2 separate regions of the Anas platyrhynchos genome follow, and region 2 is linked to region 1. Evidence: chromatin contacts called from public Hi-C data. All regions are on one chromosome and are shown on one strand. The core of a region is the stretch at or near the end of the contact, and the rest is flanking DNA. Distances in the headings are between cores, read along the strand shown. Region 1 overlaps HMGCLL1 (3-hydroxy-3-methylglutaryl-CoA lyase like 1). Region 2 overlaps HMGCLL1 (3-hydroxy-3-methylglutaryl-CoA lyase like 1).

What was found. A called contact is a pair of places that touch in the nucleus more often than the background predicts.
Region 2: a Hi-C map of liver shows a contact between it and region 1, with 3 times the contacts expected there. The contact joins two enhancer-like sites. A contact is called at or near these places in 2 of 8 Hi-C or Micro-C datasets (liver and skeletal muscle).

The regions. Positions count from the first base shown.
Region 1 is chr3:95,373,725-95,380,934 of IASCAAS_PekinDuck_T2T, reverse strand. It overlaps HMGCLL1 (3-hydroxy-3-methylglutaryl-CoA lyase like 1), which reads right to left. Exons shown (of 10, transcript XM_072036352.1): 2 at 5,970-6,047; 3 at 4,875-4,982; 4 at 357-452. Among named protein-coding and RNA genes, the nearest start is that of HMGCLL1, 76 kb to the right of the region's middle. Within about 2 kb of position 4,009, at least 2 of the 8 cell types and tissues checked have an H3K27ac peak or open chromatin away from gene starts, as enhancers often do.
Region 2 is chr3:95,411,309-95,418,518 of IASCAAS_PekinDuck_T2T, reverse strand. The region is part of intron 8 of HMGCLL1 (3-hydroxy-3-methylglutaryl-CoA lyase like 1); the gene reads right to left. Among named protein-coding and RNA genes, the nearest start is that of GFRAL, 49 kb to the left of the region's middle. Within about 2 kb of position 4,543, at least 1 of the 8 cell types and tissues checked has an H3K27ac peak or open chromatin away from gene starts, as enhancers often do.

The DNA of each region.
Region 1 (7,210 bases), core at 2,760-5,259:
TAAGAAAACACTCTTCAGAACCTTTTCCAGGGCCAACAAGTCAAAGAAGTAAAAGGAATTCTCCTTCTCTTTACATGCAATCATCATTTATAGGAATTTGTGAAGACTGATTGAATGATACTTTCATTAAAGCTTGAATATATAGAACTTAACATCACTCTGTTAATTCATTCATTTTTCACGATGAAGATGCAGAGTTTTTCATCAAAAGAAAAAGAGGAAAAAAAAAAGCATAGTTTAGCTCTAACAGGATAGGGTACACGATAAATAGCTAGTTTATGGTACTGAGCTGGAAGTGAAGGAAAACAAGAAACAGGAAGGAGGTAATTGTGGATATCTTTTACAAATGCACTTACAGCATTATGAAAACCTTGAAGGTTAGGTGTGAGAACAGGATATCGGACTCCAGGATGTCGCTCGATGCCTCTCATTACTTCGTTATGATCTGCCATCTAAAACATAACAAAATATATATAATAATGGTATTGATTGTCAATTATTTTTTGATTTTATGTATCTAAGCAAAAAATCACTTAGACCGTGCTATTGTCTAGATTATTGTCTAGATTGTATACAGTTCATACAGAAAGGATAACAGGAAAGGGATTAAATTGAGGTTGTACACTTGCCCTTTCTTGCATTTCTTAACTTTTGAATACTTGAGCTGCAAGCATTCAAATTCTACATGAATACAGAATTGGAGCTAAAATTATCAAAACGTTCTTTTTGTGTGTATCCATAACAACATAAATTGCATCATATGCTGAAAAACTTTTTTATCATATTAATCATCAATTGTTATTGTAACTTTAAAACTACCTTAATGGATTCCACAGGTGGAACTAACAAAATAACTAAATTTTAGAACTGTCCACATACTGAATTCTCAGAACTCTTACTAATGCGACTTCACAATCTTACTTGTGATTGAACCTATGCAACACTGTAACCAGCATATTTGAAAGACTAATCATAAGTCTATTCATAAAACAATAAAGCAAAATACGGAACTCTACATAGCGCAACATTTAATATACTTAGGATTTTCATTTAACAGAAGAACATACTGTTTATTGCAGAAAGGTCAAAGAACAATACTTTATTGAAGCATTTGTTTTCCTTAGCCTCCCCTCACAAGAGAAACTCTACCTTTGTAAGATATACTGAAGCTTTTCTCACTCAAGATTAAATGTAGTTCCCTGTAGTAATCAGGAAGATGAATCAATGATTTATTCATGTAATAAACTGTAGATTATTTAGACAATTTATTTCTTGAAATAAGTGGAAGAAAAGCAAGCTTATTTTTAATGTTGTCTGCAAAAACAATGAAGATAAAATAACACATATCCTTTGTATTTCATGTCTTACAGATTTTGAGTTTTAAAAAAATAATCTCAATAGTGTGTTTTAAATACTGTTTAAATCAGCACTCATATATGCAAATCTTCCAAGCAAATAATACTTATTCTGATATTGAATTGGATTTCTTATTCTTTTCACACTCATGAAAAGTCAGTTTAGGAATACTGTATGAAAAAATAGATGAACTACAAAGGTTTAGTAACTTGTAATTTGGAATGCATAAGATATTGATGCAGTATGACAGTTCTAAGCACATTGCATCAAATTATAATATTTGATATTATATCAAATTATATATATATAGCCAGTACTACCATCAACCTAGAATCTTCATGTCATTGCTTTTCTCTTATGAATATGGATGAATTAAAAATGTCAGAAAAATGTGTGCATGTCCCTTGTATGCAAGCCCACCACACATCTATAAAGAAGGGAATACATGATACAAAATGTGTCTTATAGCCAGGTACAACTTATTTTCTATTAGGAATCAAGTGATGGTATAATGCAACTTTTAGTAATTGCTTCTAATGTAAATTAAACCAGTGTGATCTCCTAACATATCTGATAAACTCACAAAAGACATTCTATACTGCCTTATTGGTTTAAGGACAATCTTTCATTCCTTAATTTAATAAAATTTCTCAGGGCAAGGGAGAATGTTTAAAAATAAATGATTAATTAAATAGCAAATCTTGGAACTAATTCCATACTTTAAAATTATAGCCTGACTTAAAATATACCAGAAATCCAAAATGACACAGTTTCAAACAGTATAAAGCTGCCAGGTCCAAATAATATTTTATGTACTACATTTGTCCCATTAATATTTTTCCTGTAGGTAAAATCCCATTTTAACATATATTGCATGTTAGAAGATTTTAAATTGTAATAAAATATTTCTTTTCCAAATTTCTTTAAAAATAAGCTTTCTAATCATAGTTATTTATAATTTTTGGCCATTTGGGTTATAGGTGTGGGATCCTGTTTTATATGGCACCTTGCTACTGTGGAACTTTTTCTTTTAGCTTTTTTCAGCAATAAAATCACTGCCAAAAAAAACAGTGGATGGGAAACCATAAAAGAGCTTTAAAATACTAAAAAAAGAAATAAGTGAATGAGTGATCTAAACATAACCATGAGTTCTATTCCCATGACCTATGAAAATAAAAAAGAAAGGAGCAAAGAAAAGACAAAGACAGGACTGCACTTCATATCAGAGCAACACAATCTTATCTTTTAAATTAAAATAAATAAACACAAATAAAGCCATTAAAATAAAATATTCAGACATTAATTTAAGATAAGAAGGGATTGATCATTTTTCCTAAAACTGACAAACTTGTTCTAAATTTGGTATTCTTAATGGCCCATACTGTTACCACCAAAGCTTGACGACACTTGCAAAAACCTAGCATATACACTTTTAATCAACACAGTCTGAATGCATATTGTTCCTATGTTGTCATCAAAGAAATCCTGCTTTGTCAGTGTTCTCTCTCTCTTTCCTATTATCCTTCCTTTGGGCCCTTCTCTAGTGATCCTAGGAACATTAAAATTAATCAGTATGTGCTGTACAGCCAGTTCACTGTGCTCGCTCATGATAAGAAAAAGTATGATCATACCATGTTTTTCCCAGAGGAAAGCCTGGAACACAGCTCAGTTCCAGGATGCATTCTCAGCTTAAACTGGACAAAAGTTTTTATACATTTTGACAGAAGATGTGCAAACAAAATTGTTGTTAAAAAAATATTTTCTCATATTAATTACTTTCAAGTTTTACTTTGTAAATAACTTGTACAGTCCTTACTAAACATACAAATACTCAACTGTTCGTGTGCATACAGTGGGATTTTAGTTTCAGACTCAGTGGAGTCTGCTGCCTTGGTTTGGTGCTAGGGAGCATTTCTGAGAAGTTTCCTCCATTTGTACAAGTTCTGGGTACCTGGATTTTCTTCACTTGATTCTACATCTCTGAATTGGAGTTGCTTCCACAAGAAGTCCTCTCTGCCATGAATGTTCCCCAGAGATCAGCTGCACTGCTCTTCATATGGATACTTGAATTTGTCACTCTGTAAATTGACTTCATGTTCTCAACTCTTTATCACTACATAAATGATGAAGCAACTCACTTTAAAGTAGCTCAGAATCCTATAACCCAGTTGGTCTTTACTCATGGTGTCAATCCATTGTCCCCACACCTTTTATCCCCACTCAGCATCCTGTAACTCAGTTCTCCCATTCCTCACTTATTGCTGTTCCTTGCACACAACACACACAAGTTCCTGCCCTAGTGCTGCATGGAAGAAATTGGAAATCACCTGAATTTTTTTTTTACGTTTGGAGGGTGATGACAATGTCTAATATTTCAGATTTGGAAAGAAAGCAGAAAGGCAGGAGAACAAAGCTAGAAGCAAGAAAAAGCTGGAATAAGGCTTTGCAGAGGCTCCCAAGAACAGCTCTGTTAAGAAGTCTTGACATGGCCTACACTGCCTTTTCACTCAGAGCAGCCAAGACCATGAGTAGCCATGTTATCACAGAATCACCTACCTGGGTTGCAAAATACCTCCAAGATCATCAAGTCCAGTCATTAACAGTGGTAGACTGCCAAGTCTACCACTAAACCATGTCACCAAGCACCACAACTACACATCTTTTAAATACCTCCAGGGATGGTGACTCAACTGCTTCCCTGGGCAATCTGGTTCCAGTGTTTCACAACCTTTCCAGTGAATAAATTTTTCCCATTATCCAGACTAAACCTCCTCTGGCACTACTTAAGGCCATTCCCTCCTGTCCTATTGCTTGTTGCTTGGGAGAAAAGACCAATGCCCACCTCACTACAACCTCCTCTAAAAAAACATTCAACCCTGTCATGACCATTATCAATCTCAAGACAATCCAAACACTCCCTAACATACAGGGCTACCCCACCACCTCTCCTTCCTAGCCTACTCCTTCTGAAGAGTACGTAGTCATCCACTGCAGTGCTCCAGTCATTTTCTTCAATTGTTGACACCGACTATGTCTGCACTCACCATAGGTAACCCCCCCTCCAAGGCAAGCAACTCATGGCTATGGATAACATTAGCTGGCAGAGCACCTTATAATTAGAAGTTACAAACCTTTGTGTTCCAACAAGCCCTTCAATGGACACAGGTAAATATAATAAAAATTCTTCCAGATTGATGTTTTTCATTGGAATACAATTAGTGGGGCAGACAGATAAAGGTATGTATAGTCCTAGCATATATAGTATGCATGTGCATTTGGACTACTTTTAATAATTAGCCCAAGTTCAGTGGACCTAAATCAAACCACAAAACTTGAAAATTGTGTAAACAGCACCTGACTACAGCATCTGATTTTACAAAAAAAAAAAAAAATAATAATGATGATAATTTACTCCTGTTCCATTGTCTTCTTTATTTATACAGACAATACTACTGGAAGCGTTCACTGCATGGAATTACATGTAAATTGAAAGTAGAAATGGTGATGATTTTACATACCTGAGGCACCCATTTGGATGAAACGAAACTTGTCACTTCTATTGCAGAAAGGCCTGTTTTGGAAAGCCGGTTGATTAACTCAATTTTGATATCAGTTGGGACTATCACCTGTGAACATGGAGACATGCTATAGTAAAGTATTTCATGCAGTAAGAAACTTTCATAAGTCTTTCGTACATAATCAATACATGTATTTTAAAATCATGAATTACACTGGTACATTATACCATGACTATACTGTTTAATGAGAGTAGGAAGCTACAATACAGGAAAAGCACTAGGAAGTATACAAGATCCTACTCCATTTCTTTGCCCACTACAAAAGAATAAAGAAACACTTCCATGTAACTGTTTATAGATCTGTCCTAATTGTTAGTAACCAAAGATCAGCCTAGAAAATAAGTGATGAAGGAAAATAATACAGAAGAGTCCACCCACAGAAAAATGGGATAAAAAAAAGCTCCAAGGCTGAGGCAGAGTAATTCTCCTATTCTGTTAATACCATTTACTCTACTAACACCTTTAATATCAGTATCAACATGTATAAGCTTAACCTCCCGTTTGCAGAAAGGGATGATTGTTTTGACACATGTACTGTATTTTATACAGTCTCTTTCCATCTTCTTCCATGCTTCCCAATCCCCCTTCAGGCAAATAATATTAAAAGAGCGATTTTGTTTCCTTTCTATGTTATTTCACCAGGAAATACGACAAAATCTATTGTACTATTCCTATTACAGTAGCATATGTAGCACAAACACATATTAAAAAAATAGCTAGCTAGTATTTTGTGGTGCTTACTAATTATGTCATGACATAATGCAATTAGTTGACAAAACTAATTCCAGAGAAAAAATGGTGGCTGAGTAACAGAAAGCCTAGTTAACCAAGTTTAGCAAGACGTAATATGATTTACATCTGGCTAAACAGTAATAATATCTTATTCTAACATGCAAGACAGTTATTAATATATGCAAATATACTTACTGTACAAAATGGAAGAAATGGTGATTAGCAGGATGTATGTATTTTACACAATGAAAATGACACTGATATCCATGTCAAAACACACACACACTAAAAGAGAAAAATTACCTTTTCATTTTGTAATCCATCCCTTGGCCCAACTTCTACAATCTTTATGTACTCAGGCAGTCCAGATGTTTGGGATTCCTGAAACACAAATCGATACTGAAACACTAAACAATGAAGATCTTTAAAATAAAAGGCACAGCTTGTACTTGTCCTCTTTCATGGTTCTTATATTATTCAGGGTATAAAGTCATACTGTCAACAGTAAGTTTGCTCACTGCCTTTCAAACTCTGTGAGAATATATTCCACACCTTGAATTAGGGAATATAAAGCAGAAGTTATCTGCACATACGTTCCACTGCTCCTCGGAGGCTACAAATGTTTATTATAAAAATGTACATAAAACCATAAATGAACACCGTGTTTTACAGAGTGAGAAATATTCCCATTTCAAAAAGCTTCCAAACAAATGATCCCATCCTCCAAGCTTCTACCTGAATGTTCTCAATTTAACTGAACAGTTACTTCTGTGTAAACGTTTGCAAGACTAGGCTATAAATCTGAAAGGAACAGGGCAGAGAAGACAAGAAATGTTGAAGAGATTATTAATGAAAGATGAAAGTAATTCCTCCACTGGAAGATGAAGGTTTTAAAGAAAGATTTAAAGGAGAACAAGGAAGGCCCCTGGTAGACAAGAAAAATTTTCCAGGTTTAAGAGCAGATCTGAAAAGGCAGGAGGCTGATGGTGAAAGGAGAGAAAGAAGGCAGCAGTAAGGTCAAAGGGCTAAGGAGAGCATGGGGAGCTGAAGGGGGAGGAACAAGAAACGAGATCAAAAAAGCAGGTGAGGGGAAATGAAACTTCCTTTTTTATTATTTAGCTGCTCTGTTATTCAATCAAATTGACAGGTGTGGTAGTTAACATAACCTGGGCCTGTAGGACCTGCAACAGTTCAGAGCAGTTGCTTAGGTTGACCCCCAAAAGCTGTGTGTCTTTAAAAACAAATTCGATGGCCAACTTTGGCCACAGAGCCAGCTCCCAGGTGAACAGACAGGATGAAGAACGCAGGAACGTTCTTCTCCATCAGGAGCTCTGGAGGTGCCCTGTTTTCTGTTTTGCACTGAATACAAAATCCAACCCAGCGTCTTCATTCCAGTGTTAAAGCCCTTGATGGGATTAGTGCTAGCTACTTGCGGGACTGCTGCTCCCTCTACAACCTTTACCTTCCCTGGCAGCTAAATTCCACTGGAGCCATGAAACTGTCAGCTCCAGGGGACAACTCCTGCATGCAGCAGTCAGAGCTTG
Region 2 (7,210 bases), core at 3,294-5,793, 37 kb before region 1:
TTTCAAGTAAGTAGTTATTGCCCCAGATGCTCTTCAGCAGAAGGCTCTGCTCTCAGGTAAACCTGTGGTGGTTTCACCGTTTGTTTACCTGCTATATACTATGGATTAATCTGATTTAAAATTTGGGATATTCAGTTTATAGATTCAAGTTTGGACACAGTCATGAGACCAGTTAAACATGTATAACATAGAAGATAATTCAGGGATCAGGAAGGAAAGAGGAACTAGAGAGGAAAAGCTATGGGCAGCAATGGAGTGGACAGAACTGTTTAGTCCACTTAATGCCAGATTGTGCCCTATATGCAGCCACAAGGTTCTTCTCACATGCTACATCACAGTGCAAATTAACAAAAATAAACTTGAAAACATACTGAGGGCTTTGAATGGACAGGAAAAAAACATTTTTTTAATAAAGTACATTTGTAGCAATAATAGTGTTTACAAGAAAGCTGGAAAAGCAGAACAGAACTATTTCATTCCATGGCAGTATTATGGTATGTCAGCATCAGGGTATCTTAAGGAGTGAAATGGTAACAGCATTTAAGTCCCATCTGACTTTCATTCAGCCAGAGCCCTCACACAGCAGCACCTGACTCCCCTAGAGCCAGGAACATCACCCACCCACAAAAACCACTTTGTTTTGACTTTCATTCCCCACATTATCTCTGAAATCCCACCCACCTGCCACCCTGTCAGCAAAAACAGGGACCTCCCCCACATCCCTGGGGCTCATCTCCAGATGTCCTGTGGAGTCCTACAGAAGCATCATCTCCATGTCTACAGGCTGGTCACCCATAGAGTATGTGTGGTCTTCACAGTCTGAAACCACCACTGGCTCACTGGAGTGGAAGCTTGGGAAGCTCAATGGATCAAAATTCATAAACCCATGGCAACATCTAAATAGAAGATCCTGCTGAAGCTAAACTTTTCTGCTACTTCAGAAACACCAGGATGGTGGTGGGTTCTGTGCATGTTCCTTGAGAAGACTAGACCCTCTCCAATTTCGCCTTTACCCCTCCATTTCTCAACTACATTTTATTGCACTTTCAATTTCCTTACGCAACAGCAACATTTAAAGCCCTGGCAGCACACTCCAACTGCTTACAAGGATCTATTTCATACAGACCTAGCTCTCTTGAAACTGCCCAGCCTTCCAGAGGTAAATTGGACTAATTCTTATTTTACTAAAAATAAGAATTTATTACTCTCTGGGACCTTGCTTGAGCTAAGGCATGAACTTCAAGACTGTATCATTATTATTACAACTGCTAAAATAGTTCTAACCTGCAGTTGGAATTCCCAGATTTGACGCCTCTTGTAGATCCCAGTGACAATCAATGAAACATGATTCCCCAATAAGCAGGCAGAAAGAAAAGGATCTCATTGTATCAGAGAACAAAAATCTGTTTTCATCTTTTTAAATGTTACTGTATTAATTTCACTGCTTTCAGAAGAAGCAACAGTTCTCTTAATTCCTAAGGTGACTTATTTTGTAAAAGAAGATACCTAAAGGAAGTCACACATTTCCAGCAGGGCACATGTGTTATAATGATGTAGTCGGCTACTTTGATCAAGAAAGCCAGTTTAACTTTCATCAAATGTATGAATGCATTATTTTATTAATTGTTTTACTTGTTCAGACTAATTAAAAATGTACTAAAAGCATGTTCAGAATTTTGAATTCTAGTTTAGTTTTCCCCTGGTATCATCCCCATTTTATGTTAATACATACAATAAATGTTTCTTATTTACAATGCATAGTATATGCTAATAGCAGTTACTTTTTAATTTGTTAAATAATTCTCTTTCTTCTCATTTCTAGTAATATACTTCATGGCAGAAACAAAGAATTGTACATTCTATCTCAAGTTGAATAAATGTGTATCTCCATCATTCACTATCACTCCATACTAGATTTAAAGTTCAGGTTAAAAAGGATTTTTACAGTCAATGCTGTTACATAAAAACCTGTACTTTTTATTCAGGTATAACTACTTTTTTGAATCTCTCTGACTTTTATTTTCATACTCCCTTGAGTGAAACAATGCTTTAATTTGTTTTCATATGTAGGATATAAGGAAGTTTGGAGATTCTACTCCCTAATATTCATTGACAAAATACATTCACCATAAAGAAAAGTAAATTGCCAAGATGTATGGTAAACTACCCATAGAAAAAAGTTCCTGGCATTTATTACATCATCTGGATTACACAGGTGCATATTCATCTTCTTCCATATTTGGAAAATAAGAACTGCATTCTCCATTTGAACGCTTTCAACTTATATACAGCTAGACCTGGAGACTTAATATTTATCATCACAAAGTATAAAGCCAAATGTCCTTTTTCTTCAGGAGCACCAAAGATTAACAGATTAGAATGTTTTCCACATGTCCATTTTACTGTCAAGAGAATATTAAAGAAGTTTTCCAGCTTCCGCAGCTCAGCCAGATGTCAATGGATCCCACAGTGAAGCAAAATTGGCAGAGTAGCCTTCTCATGACCCCAGCATTGTTTTATCAAGGATCAGTTTAAAAGTATAAAGGGCCATTTCTTGCTGAGATCTGTAATGTTTTTCAGCCCTTTTCCCCTGCAATTACACAAAAGTGCTGACTTCGTTGAACTACTGATATGCAGTAGTATTCCTTATGACTTCTCTCACACTGTGCTGTAATTGCTGTTTGTGTTGGCACAAGAAAAGTACCACGTCTTGTTTCCACTGTACATTTCCGGACTCTGGTTTCAGTAACATCAGTGTAGGATATTGTACTGGGCATGTGTTTTGTTGTGTAAACATTAACTGGTAATTTACCCTGTCAATCTCCACAGTATGGCCTCTAATTAGCAGAAGTTGAGGGGCTTCAGATGGACATTTTATAAAATATTTACAAAGCTATACTGCTGCTTTTTTCTTCATTGGTATCAGGATTCTGAAAATCATTGCATGGAAAAAAATTACAGCACCACCACAAAAACATAAAGCAAAACCCAACAACAAAAACAAATGTATTCATTTTTACACACCTCATTCTCCAGAGGAAGACCAGGTTCACAGTTAGTTAAGCCAAAGTTATAGCAAAATTTCAGTACATGTTATGGTATAATAAAGTACTAAATATTTGGTTTATTTTTTATTATTTATATTTTTATTATTTCCTTCTACATCTTTTGCAACAAAAAATAGTCCTTCTACATCTTTTGCAACAAAAATAGTAGGTTATTTCCATTAGTACATTTGTTTTTTTAATTCATTCCCACTAAATAAACCCCGAATTTGCAAATAGCTATACATTTGCTTAATTTTATTCCAGATTCAGACAAATGTATTTAACAAATGGGACCAGTAAGATTTTGTTGGAAAATATAGCTTCTACTGCAAAGATTCAGAACCAAGGAGTAACTTCCCTTTAAGAACTCTGGAATATATGTTTTATTCATTCATCTATGTAATTTCAAGGAAGTAGAACTTTCCATTTTCTGCTACAATATAATGTTCTGAGTAGAAATCCAGGAAGGGATTAAACAGTTAATAACTACAGTAAAGCAGTGACCAAAGAGCATGTAATCAAATAGGGCATCTTTTTGGACACTGTGTGTCAGAGTGCGTCTTTATTTAACATAAAGTTTTCACCATGAATTTCATCATAATGCAGTAAACTTTAAAAGAAAGTGTAACAGTTTCTCAGCTTCTACTATTCCATTACAACTGGATCAATTTTGTAATACCCATTACATTACATTACAATACCTTATTACATTACAGTACCTCCAAAAGAATCTTGCCTTCCAAGGTGGGCAGTCACAAAATATAATCTTACATTTTTTCCCCTTATGCTGCATAAAGTTCCTTTATATATATATATATATATATAAAGTTGCAAATTGCTCATCTAAAATATCTTCTAACAGTAAAGCCAGATCACTGCCTTTGTTTTAAAAAACATTCAATTTAGCATCTTCTCTTTTGCTGCAAATGCACATTATATTGCCTTGCTACTTGCTAAGTCTACTTTTACTCTGTTCATACAGTTTATTCCTAAGAGGAAAATATACATCAAATACTGTTACAGGCTGGTACAACTCTTACTGTGAGTAACATCTAACTATAAGGAAAAAGATCAGAGAAAAATCTTTTTATAATTGCTTACTTTCTGCATTTGAAAGGACTTTAAGCAAATCACATCATTTGCCTCTGACAATCTGTCACTGTATAATACTTGCAGTACGCAACAAAGGAGAAAAAAAATTAAATAAACAGGAAAATATGCAAGCTGGCAAAAATTAAGGAGTGTATCATTCATTTATCTTTACAATGATCAAAAAGGTTTTATTTTTGAAACCCTAGCTGTTTCAATTTATACTGTAATATTTCAAAAGAAAAAAAAAAAGAGATAAATGACAAATGTATTACTTCGGAAGACTGGTTCACTGTTGCTTTTGGACAGCACAGAAAGAAAAGATGATTGTCATATTTTAAGTATTGCATCGGCTTTGGTTTCTGTCTTGCCTGAAGAGTCATCTTCGACTTATTCCAGTTATGCAAAATGTTCACTTGCTCTCATACAGCTACAAAGATGTACCCAACACACTCTGTTAGAGTGAACTCAGCAACTTCACTATGTCTGATGAAAGTACCTCTGCACTTTCTGCAGAGAATTTTTAAATGTTTTAGATGTTTAATTTACCCTAGGAAACATCCCGACAGCTTGTTTAAAGCCACCTGATATGTCTCAACAATAGGAAGTAAATCTCCCTCCTTCATTGTTTGCTGAATTGTAACAAAATTGGTTCTGAGGAGCCATAAATATGCAAGAATGGCCAGAGGTTTAGTTCCACCCCCTCAGCACAGCTGTCTGTAGAGCTGCCCAAAAAGGAAGTAAGCATCATCCTGTAAACACTGCACTTCCCTACTGGAGACACTGGGATTTGCGACCCAGTTGTAGCTATTTCCCAGGACTGTTCCTGCCATGGCAAGCTAGTCTGACCCTCACCTGGGTCTAAAAGTCAGCTTCCATGCAATACCTTTTTTCCAGGCATAAACTAGAATAACCATGTTCACAATTAACATAAGGTCATGAAAAGAAACATCAGTCCCAAGTGGGAAGCACTGTTGCAATTCTGTCCTTACTTTACACTTACTGTTAAACTCAAAAATAATTACTTTAGGGAAAAAAGGGAGAGAGAGACATTTTGACAGTATGGAAAAATACACATGCTTAAAAGCTATTTATCTTCTTCTAACCGATGGATGCAGAGTCATAGCCTGATTGAAACGCAATATGATTTTAGGGAGAATTTCTAAAAACAAGTAAAGCAACTCTTATAGAAATAAGTTCTTTTTAGAATACCATGAAAATATGTCCTTACATGTACTTAATATAATTGTATCCTCACCAAACTTTTATTTTTTTTTAGAATTGTTTCTAAATTATTTTGAAGTACTATGGTATTACTGTCAGTGCACCACACAGCTTTTCAGTGTACAGCACGTAAGCTCAAAACAAAAAGAAAGTGAAAAGAATAAGGCTATACCACAGTTAGTCCAGAAGGAGACTAGCTGAAAACATAAAGCTAGGTACACAACTATTGGCATACTAAGATATTCCAAAGTAGCAAGGACCTAAAACTAGATATCCTAGAATTACCATCATAAGGACATCTTAATCACAGAAACAAATAGGTAGTCTATTAACATGAACTAAGTATTAATCTAGAATATGTTTTAGATTATGATTTTTTAAAAACAGACATTACTTTTGTGGCATTTTTAAATTAGAAATTTAATTTAAATTGACATGGTAGCAAAATCAGCTGCAAAGATTGGCCAGCATCTTCCATATTCAGATCCTATGGTACACTATGTTATAGCTTTGCCAATTTTTCATTAATCAAGCTGAAATCCTATGGGACAGATATCTGCCCTGAACTGATTGCTTTGGAAAAAAAAAAAAATAGCCATAACAGTTCAGCTTTTCAAAACAACTCAAATGCGCTGCTTTTCTCATGGTAATTAATGATAGCCTCCTGAAGTGCTCATGACCCCACGCCTTGAACCAAGGACGTGTAATCTGGGGAGTCCCACCTCGGCTGTACAGACAGACACAGAGTACAGCTGCATCATGAAGACTTGTATCAGAAGGGCAGTGAAAATCCTCTGGGACTCCAGCAGCACAGAACACAGCCAAGGCTGACCAGAACCTCTGAAACCTCAGCCATGGGGACAGCCTCCAAAAGCCACTAGGAATGACAGCACGAATTATTTTTTGTGTTGTTAATATACAGAAATGTGCATTCTTTTGTTGCTGTGTATATCACCAGTAGACTAAACTGTGTTGGGGAAGACTTCCAAGTACTGGAAGTCAATTGTCCACTGTGTGTGACTCTTGCCACAGTCTCTGGAATGGCTTTGGCCTGGGACAGGTAGGGTTCCAACAAACAATCTCAGGCACATTTCGGAAACTAGCACCACTCAGAAATCATTCATAGATGGCAGTGACTTTGTTTTGTAGGGTAAGAATGACCTCTATGACATTGTTTTGTAGGGTAAGAATTTGATTTTATGGATGCAAGCTTCTTCATATCAATCGTCGTCAATGCCAGAGAAGCCCGGACACATTTAGTTTACATGCATAGATGTAGCCAGTTGACACTTCACTGGACCCAGGCAGCAGAAAGAAAGGTGACTGATTCAAATGGAGATATGACAAAAATAAATACAGCCTGGGAAACATCATGAAATTCAGTGGGGGAAAAAAATAAAGGAAAGATATAACTAGAACTGGAGAATATTTAAGAATGAGGAGGTAGTTCTAAGTCTATTCAGACAGGTAGTCTGATGAGACAGAAATTGGTGAAGAACGTGGGAAGGAGGCTAAGAGGGGAGAATGGGACTAGCCTGCTAGGATGAAGCAGATCTGGGATGAGCCAATGGGTAGGAAATATTCGTGTGTGGAAATACCATTTCATTTGTTATAGTTGTGTAAAAGCAAGATATCATAAAACCAAAGGGGACAGGTAATAGCTGTGGAGAACAAGACTGGATTAGAGAGTGCCTATGTGATGCTGAATGAGGCACAAAAACAAACTTCAAGCCAAGGAAAATTCTTCATTTTCCAGTCATCTTGATAATCTAGATTTTCAGACAGTGAATCCAAAACTGTTGTAAAATAACAACTTCTGATCTTTACAGTCATCTTGTCAAACCTACAGC